2 separate regions of the Mus musculus genome follow, and region 2 is linked to region 1. The links are chromatin contacts, called in public promoter capture Hi-C maps. All regions are on one chromosome and are shown on one strand. The core of a region is the stretch at or near the end of the contact, and the rest is flanking DNA. Distances in the headings are between cores, read along the strand shown.

Region 1 (4,364 bases), core at 342-2,841:
GACATTTTATTCTACATGCATTTCCCTTGGGTTCATTTTAAATAGCACTCCTCCACACAATGGGCACCTTAGATTTACACTTTTATGGTGGCATATATGCAGGTGTTTATTAGCTATCCCCAAACTTTTTATTTTTATTTTGTTTTATTTTTTGTTTGTTTTTTGAGACAGGGTTTCTCTGTATAGTCCTGGCTGTTCTGGAACTCACTTTGTAGACCAGGCTGGCCTTGAACTCAGAAATCCACCTGCCTCTGCCTCCCAAGTGCTGGGATTAAAGGCGGACGCCACCACACCCAGCTCTTTTTTTTTTTTGCAAATTTTTTATTTATTAGAGTGTATATGTTAAGTCATGCTTGGTTCCTTAACAGCTCTCTTAACCAGTGACTGCCAAAGCAGACTGATAATAAACAGGTCACGTGAATGAGGTTTTTCAAGGTTGCTCAGGGTTCAAGCGTGTGTACCTACTGAAAATTTCTGTATATTTTGGAACTACTAGTTTGGACCATTTCTAAAAACCCATAATTCAAATAGAGAAAGGAGCCAGGAGACAGTTTGGTTACTTGGCCAGGTAAGATGCGCTCATAGCTACTGGGGAAAGATCCCTGTTTGGGGGCTCTCATGTTAATCTGTGCTAGTCTTTAGATTTTTCTCAATGGATACAAGCTGCGTAGTTTTAGAAAATAGAAGGATGACCTTCTTAGCTACTTAACCATGAATTAATTCAACATTTGCTAGTTAGTGTGTGCTTCTGGGCCAGGGCTATGGCAGCAATAAAAAAAAGATGTAGTCCTTGCCTCCTCTTTCTCCAAATCTAATGGAACGTATACATTTCTCTCTCCCTTAAGGTGCAAAATGATCTAATGTTACAGAGTAATGGAAGCCAGTATTCTCCCAATGAGGTAAGCTTCCTGAGGGTTAATGGCAGCTGAGGTATTCCATGGAGACCAAACTGAACCATTGGTCCCAGAGTTGGATAGTCTGACTCCGGGATTAAAGAGTTAATGGGACTGTCTCTGGGGTCTCTCGATAGTTGTCACTCACTGTCACAAAATCACTTGGCTCTATACATCACTAAAGATTAATTCTGTGAGAAATGGCCTTTGAGATCTAGGGGTGGGATGTCTTTATGGAAAACGGCAGATGATCATTCAGATGACATTTCCTCAGTTGCTACCCAAGATGGTTCGATGCGCAGTTTCTGCGTGATGAGCTGCATGCTCAGTGTTAGCCGTGTGTCTCCGTGTTACAGAGGCTCCGTTAGACGTGCTCTTTGGCGTGCCTGCCCGTCTGCAGTCAGATGTGTCCAATGAGAGGCAGATCACGGCTTTGTGTCACTGCAAGATGATTTTGTAGTGAGCAAATAAAGACTTCAATGCAACAACAAAAAGAATACCGGAAAACATTCTATTGACCACCTCTTAGAGTATTTACAAAATGTCTTTTTTAAAAAGCCAAGCTGTCATCCATCACAAGGCAGCCATAGCAAAAGCAGAGTCATTTTATAACAATCACTAACCATACAAGTCCATCTGCTTCTTCATTTCCCAATTGTTTTCTCACCCCACAGATACGAGAGAACTCCCCTTCAGTGTCTCCTACTGCAAACATCACAGCTCCGTTTGGCCTGAAGCCTCGTTCAGGTACGTTGACCTCAGTAACTAAAGTAACTAAAATGATTTCTCTTTGGCCTTTCAAACTTATTCGTGAGTAATATGAGCTTTGCCAGTTCTAGTCGGCTGGGGTCCTGGCATCAGAATAGCAGCAGCTTGGTGAGGTCGGGTGATAACGTTATGCTATTGTGAGGTCTGTGCTTCCAGGACTGGGCAGCTCGCCCTCTTCTGAATCACAGCAAAGAAAAGTGGCAAAGGGCAATGTAAGTAGGGAAGGAATACTCCCTTCCAGCTTTTAACCCGTGGGAATAAACCGGCTCCGCTTTACCCCAAAGGTTCCTGGTGCCCTGAGGAGGTACAGGGCAGCCTGCAGGCAGAGTCCTCCCCAAGACGACCCCAGTTGCTTTCCAGGCATGGTAAGGGCTCTGCATTGACTCACACAAGAGGGTGAGCACTTTAAGGCTTGTATGAGTGGTTAGGAGTCGGGGAAACTTCTTAGAAAGGAAAACACCTTACTTTTTGACCTACTTGGTTGTAGTTTGTGTTACCATATTGACAAAGTTAATGTTAGCAAAGTGCAAAGTTACTTTTAATTTTTTAAAAAAGGGCCCCAGGTAGAAAAATACATTTCTTTCCACATTTCCAGTTTTGGTGCTAAATGCCTTCTTTTGGGACCTTGTTTGTTTGTGCTTTTTTGTTCCTCTCAGACTTACTATATTTACCACGAATGCTTTTAAATAGTTCTTACAAGGGCCCTGGACACACACAAGCACACCTGGTAGAAAACACAGGTGATCTTGGATTTGAGGCAAAGCATTTTGACAACAGTATGAGCGTTACCCATTTCTGGCTTGAATAAACATCGCTAGGGGAAAAACAGAGATGATTCGTTTTATAGGGGAGATGGTTTGTTCTTGGAAGACATTGATTGATGGGCACACGTGGCCAAGTGTGGAGGTGTCCTGGCCGTTAGAATAGAATAAGAGAAAATAAACAGTTGGGAAATGGCTTTAGTATGATCAGAGTTTCTAGATCTTTCCTGTCTTGTTTTTTTCAGTCCTAGGAATTAAACCCAGGCCCTTACACGTGTCAGGGCCGTGCACTACCACTGAGCGGTATCTCTAGCCCTAGAGAATGTTACAGATAGGAAGGGTGAGGATGAGATCGTAGAAAACTCAAGTGACTGGCCCCCTAATGTAAGGAAGTGGGCGTATACAGACAAATCTGGGGTACACCTCAATTATGCCCATAATCCGAGCTCTGTTCTGGGAGAAATGGAGGTCACTGCTATTATACCCCCCTGCCTCGTGGCTGGCGACAGTTCTCTCGCAAGCCACTGGACAGTTCTGCAGCATTTCAAAATGTCTCATAACTGAAATCAAAACGTGAGTGAGAGTCTGCAAAGATTAATAGCCCTTTGAGTGTTAGACTTTTACAATTAAGTTGTAAAATGGATCCACAGACTTTTAATGCATCTATAGAGCCTAAACCAAGCTTACCAAGTTAGAGATTGCCTTGAACCTGCAGTGTACACCATTCAGGTTCTGTGGAGAGATGAAAAAGAGAGTATTTAGTTACTGTCTCAGTTCTGTAAAAGCATTAAAATACACAATTCCTCTATAGTCATTTTGTTTCTAAATATCAGATGCATGTATACATTTTGAGTGTTGTCTAATGTGACCCAGGAGTTCTGGGTGAATTGTGCAATTATGTCAGCTGACTAGTTGTTAAAAGGGGTTGGCAAAGGGTATCTGTGGGCCTTTCTGCTTTCCGCTGCCTGAATGACCAAGTTCTTTCCTTCTGCTGCCATGACCCAACAGCACGCTAGGCTGCAGGCTCGCAGAACTGTTAAGATTAAGGCTATTAACTGCATGCAGAGTGTGAGCCAGTACTAACACTCGGTTTTTATCGTTCTTTTCCTTCCATGCGCCATCTCCCATTCCCCTCCTGAACTGTCCATTTGAATTTAAACCCCACATAATGAAATCCACCTCATTTCCATACGAACCTCATGCCACGTGTGGAATGCTGCGGCCCCCTGGGTTCCCCCTGGTCCTTGTGCAACTGTCCACCTGGCTCTCTCGCTCGTCTGCAGACCCAGCCCTCATTCTCCCTCCTATCTCCTTCAACACACTTACACAGGCACAAACATGGGACAACTCTAGCTACAGTGTTCCATCTGAAGGAAACAGTGACAATGGTAGGTGCTTTGTTGTCTCTTCTTCGATGTTCATGTAATAAGCCTGTGACTGTACTCCACAGGCCTCTGTGTGTACCTGGAGACAGGATATATTGACCTGCATACTCCATACTCTGGAAAGCCTCTGAGGCAACGTCTAGACAAGTGCTTGTGACCTCTTGCCTAACAGCTGATGATGTGACAGTTGATTTACCTCGAGGGTACTGACTCTGGGAGGATTTTTTCAATACTCTCTTGTCTACCTATTATGCTAGGGGTTTGGTTGGTTTGTCTGCTCGTCTACAGAGATTGAAACTCACGCATTTCGGTTATCTCCACTTGCTTCTGACCCCATAGTTAATGCTCTCAGAGTTTGTTTTTTAGAGTGTGGGTGTGGTGCTTCACTCCTGTAATGGAGAATGTATAGTTAGAATACTTGCCGTGATCTCTGGTTAAGATTCACCTAAAATTTCCATTTATTAAAGAAGAATACATATTCTGGCAGACTGAATCTACAAGAAATATTAGTACTTTATAGTTGTGTAAAACAGTGGGTCTCAACCATCTTAAGGTCC
Region 2 (4,606 bases), core at 723-3,222, 170 kb before region 1:
GATAGCCAGAGGGGACCAGAAAGTCTGCTGTGAGATCTTCCAGAAAAGCCAGGAAAACTACACCCATGAAGTTTCAACAATATGGATTCCTAAAGAAGACTTGAACAAAGATGAAACCAATTGATATACTAATATGGAAGGGGGAAATCCCCTCGACAAAAAGCTACAGATGACAGAGGGACACTAAGAGTGGAAAAAATAGTCCTCCCCAGGGAAGAGGCTTCAATTGGTTATCCAATACTAAGTGGTCAACCCTGAAATCACATACATACAAGTAATATTATACAGGCTAAGCAGGCTTTATATTTGTGTGTGTGTATACACACACATACACACACACACATATATATATGTATATACACAAACATATACACATACAGATATAATATATATTTATATCTCTCTATATATACATACAGATATGTGTATCTGTATATATACATATATGTACATGTATATACAATATACACATGTATACAATATGTAATATAATATATAATAATATACATATGTATATAATATTTACATGTACATATATATTAAAGAAATAAAGGCCATGGATTTGAGAGAGAGAAAGGAGAGCATGGTATATGGAAGGGGTTGGAGGGATGAAAGGCAAGGAAAGAAGTGATGTAATTATATTTTACTTTTAAATGTTTATAGTTTATTAATATCTTATATTTTATTTATATGTACACTATTTATTTATATTTAAAAATAGCCCTAGCACTGTAATTTAGACATAGCTGTAGCGTGTGTGATTTTTCCGAGCTTATCTGATCTTGCTTACGGAGTCGAGCTTCTTTTACTCAGAAGAGGAAGAGCCAAGCGGGAAGCCAAAGGGAAGAAAACTAAACTGTAACTTGCAAAGCTGCGTTGTAAGTCAGATTTTCATCACCATTCTCAGTAACTGCACCAGGTCACATGATTCACACATGTTTTATTAAAAAAAAAGAAAAGAAAAAAAGAAAGCCCTGTGGGCTTTTCTCTAAACTTGCTGGGGTTATGTGGAGAGGTGGCTGATGAATGCTTGCCTACCTAATTCACATGGTTAATGACTAAGAAAACAGTCAACTATTAAGAGCCCAATATTTCTCATTTGCATTCAAATTATTTTTCAAGCCAAAAGGAAGTTGGAAGGGAGGCACAAACATCAGCTTGGCCTCCTTTTGGGAGAGCCTACCTCCCAACCCACTCCTTATCCCGTAGGTTTTAAAGTGCCCAGGGTTGAACCCAGGGCCTCACACACTCTACCTCAGAGCCACAAAAAGGCCCCGCCTGAAAAAAAGCTATTGGTTAACTCAGCCATCTGGATCTAATTTTTGTGTGTGTGTAGGAAAAGGCACAGGCAATTTGAAATGGCCAGTGCATGCACTACAACCCAAGGAGTCTCAAGGAACTGAAATCTGTGTGGTTCTCTCGTTTTGCACCATGAGTCTGCACTCCACTGTGGGAATTTCACTTCTTTTGGTCTCACCTCTTCCCCTTCCTGCTCTTCGCTCCCTGTCTCCCGTCAGCACACAAGGTAATCTACAGAATCACATTCCCCATATGATCACGTTCCCCATATGAAGCACGAAAACAGAAAATTGTGGCTGAAAGTGCTAACCATGCAGTTTTCTTTCCCTTGTGCAATCACTGTTTAAACAAAATGGAGATAGTGCTGGACGGAAATCTGGGTAAATCAGTCAACAAAGGTGCCAGAGACGCTCTCGACTCATGAGATTTTTACCATGAAGGTGAATATGAGGTATTTAATCAGAAAAGATCTCTGCCTTTGTGTGAAACATCCACTAGTTCTTGTCAAAGGTAACATTCCAGGTGACTCAAATGCTGTCTAAACACCTGTTTACCATTTACCACAGATTCAGGCAGGAGATCATGTGGGTCACTGGGAAATGAGCCACACACTGGGCAGCCACGCTGTTCATGATTGCTGAGTTCTGTACTCCAGCAAAGGGTGGGTACTCATATCTTGCTGTTGACATAGGGTGTTGGGTCATCAGCCAGATGTCAGGGACACTGGAAAGAGCTTGAATACACATGAATAATCCAACCTCCCAAGTAATTAAGAAAGGCAAGGTAGAGAACCACTTGGGAGTTTGGCCCTAGAAACCTAAGCAGGGGTTCTGAGTATGGAAGTCAGAGCCTGTGGTTTCCTTCCACACATTCACGTTCTATCCACACTCACCCCACGGATGTGAGGGCTGAGATGAGATCTGGCTGCTACTGTTCCCTCTGTGTGATAATCCAGTGTCAGAGAGGCCCAAAGAGTCAAAACTTGCTGTATATAATATTTTCAGAGATTTTCTCATGGAATTGAATGCCTTCAAGTTTTCCTCCCTCTCTCCCTCCCTCCCTCCCTTCCTTTCTCCCTCCCTTTTTTTCCTTCTTTGTTTGTTTTTGAGAACCTTAGTATGCAGTGTGGTCAGTGACAGTATCTGACCAGCCTTGAGGGTTCAGAGAAACTCCAATACCTTTGAAATTTTTGTACATAGCTCTCTGTGTAGAAGTTAAGATGAATTTTTATATATGCCTCAGTACAGGGGAACTCCAGGGCCAAGAAGTGGGAGTGGGTGGGTGGGGGAGTGGGTGGGGGAGCGTGTAGGGGACTTTTGGGATAGCATTGGAAATATAAATGAAATAAATACCTAATTTTTTAAAAAGATGAATTTTTATGAGGAGAGGGTATACATTTTTCTTTTTCAAATCTCAAACGACTCGCCATGCTGAAATATTCTGTACCACAGGTCTAGAGGAAGCCAGTCCAGAAAGGCCAACACATGAAGTGGGATCTAGCTCACCCAGAGCCTTCTCTTGGGTCTCGCTTTGTCCAAGACATACAGTTACAGTCAAGAGTCAAGTAGGCAAACTATCTGAGGTCCCTTGGACCAGCTGGAACCATAGCCTATAGCTAGCAGCACCGAGGCCAAACCTCTCCAGTGACGCCACACTGGGAGGAAAACAGAACTGAACTGAAGGGAAGCAGCAGCAAATCTCAGCATGGCAGGTAATTGCACGGGCAATGACTTCCACCCCCAAGAGGATGGTGCTGGTTAGTTTTCATCAACTAGACACAAACTAGAGTCACCTGAAGAGGGACCTTCAGTTGAGAAACTGCCTTATCAGATGGCATATAGGCATGTCTGAAGGGGCATTTTTCTCAATGATCGATGTAGGAAGGCCCAGCTGACCCTGGGTTGTGCTACCCCTAGGCAGGTAGTCCTGAACTGTCTCCTGAGAGGCTCTGCCAGAGCCTGACAAACACAGAGGTGGATGCTCACAGCCAATCATTGGACTGAGTGTGGGTCCCCGATGGAGAAATTGGAGAAGGGACTGAAGGAGCTGAGGGGGTTTGCATCCCCAATGGAGGGGAGCAACAGTTTCAACTGGCCAGATCCCCTGGAGCTCCCAGAGACTGGACCACCAACCAAAGAGTACACGTGGAGGGACCCATGGCTCTGGCCGCATATGTGGTCTTGTTGGACATCACTGGGAGGAGAGGCCCTTGGTCCTGTGGGGGTTCGATGCCCCAGTGTAGGGAAATTCCAGGGAGGAAGGCAGGAGTGGGTGGGTGGGAAAACAGTTTCATAAGGCAGGGGGAGTAGGCATGGGATAGAGGGTTTCCAGAGGGGAGACCTGGAAAGGGGATAACATTTGAAATGTAAATATTGAAATGTAAATGAAAATATCCAATAAAAGAAAAAAAGAAAAGAAAGAGAGAGAGAGAGAGAGAGAGAGAGAGAGAAAGAAAGAAAGAAAGAAAGAAAGAAAGAAAGAGAAAAGAAGGCAAGCAAAATGAGCAATCCATGGGAAATAAGCTAGCACCCAGTGTTCCTCCATGGCCTCTGTTTCAATTCCTGCCTCAAGCTCCTGTCCTGACTTCCCTTGGTGAGGAACTGTGATGTGGAAGTCAAGCCAAATAAACCCTTTCTTCCGGGAGTTGGTTTTGACGACTGTTTTATCACAGCAACAGAAACCAAACTAAAACAAGGACTGAAGGGAATAAGAGCAGTCAGGAGTTGGAGATCACGTTCTGAGCAGTACTCTGTCTGGCCAGGTGAATGGTATTGGGCAATGTACCTTCAGGCACTTTTTTTTTTTTTTTTTTTAGTTTCCCAATCTATAGAACTGGAGAAGCTGAACAAGATTCCTAAGGCTTTCTTGGCCGAGCAGCAAACAGGCTCACTCCAGACTCCAAGGTGTGGCCCTGCCTACAGAAGGGACTCTGGAGATGTCTATTGTCTTATTGGAAGCCTCTTCCCAACATTCTTTGCTGTCTTGTTTGGCATCGTAAAGATGAACCCAGAGCTTCACATATGCTAGGCAAGCATAAGTTAGCTCCCTGGCCCCTGAGAACGGGATTTCTATGTGTATCTCAGACTGGCCTTGAACTCACAGTGTAGCTGGGTTGTCCTTGAACTCACTACCTTTCAGACATGTATCACCATGCTCAGGGCCTCTTGATGTTTCTATCTTAAGCATCAAACTACGTGTTGTTTTACATTTCTGTTTCCTTGTGTGCGCACTCATGTGTATGAGAAATGTGCACATCTATGTCATGGTATGCACACAGAGGTCAGAAGACAAGCTCCGGTGTTGATCC

Evidence for each region. Capture Hi-C pulls out chosen DNA fragments and counts their contacts.
Region 2: a contact with region 1 is called in a promoter capture Hi-C map of liver. The contact joins two enhancer-like sites. A contact is called at or near these places in 14 of 484 Hi-C or Micro-C datasets (the HPC-7 cell line, astrocytes, bone marrow-derived macrophages and 9 more), 5 of 115 datasets of contacts at active chromatin or transcription factors (the HPC-7 cell line, a beta-TC-6 cell line, cardiomyocytes and 2 more) and 4 of 9 other capture datasets (adipose tissue, embryonic stem cells, liver and 1 more).

Annotation. Positions count from the first base shown.
Region 1 is chr14:74,792,573-74,796,936 of GRCm38.p6, reverse strand. It overlaps Lrch1 (leucine-rich repeats and calponin homology (CH) domain containing 1), which reads left to right. Exons shown (of 19, transcript NM_001252132.1): 14 at 846-899; 15 at 1,568-1,640. Among named protein-coding and RNA genes, the nearest start is that of Gm52135, 24 kb to the left of the region's middle. Within about 2 kb of position 1,591, at least 9 of the 459 cell types and tissues checked have an H3K27ac peak or open chromatin away from gene starts, as enhancers often do. A contact at or near this core is called in liver, where this site is marked.
Region 2 is chr14:74,960,262-74,964,867 of GRCm38.p6, reverse strand. No RefSeq gene overlaps it. Among named protein-coding and RNA genes, the nearest start is that of Gm4278, 13 kb to the left of the region's middle. Within about 2 kb of position 1,972, at least 20 of the 459 cell types and tissues checked have an H3K27ac peak or open chromatin away from gene starts, as enhancers often do. A contact at or near this core is called in liver, where this site is marked.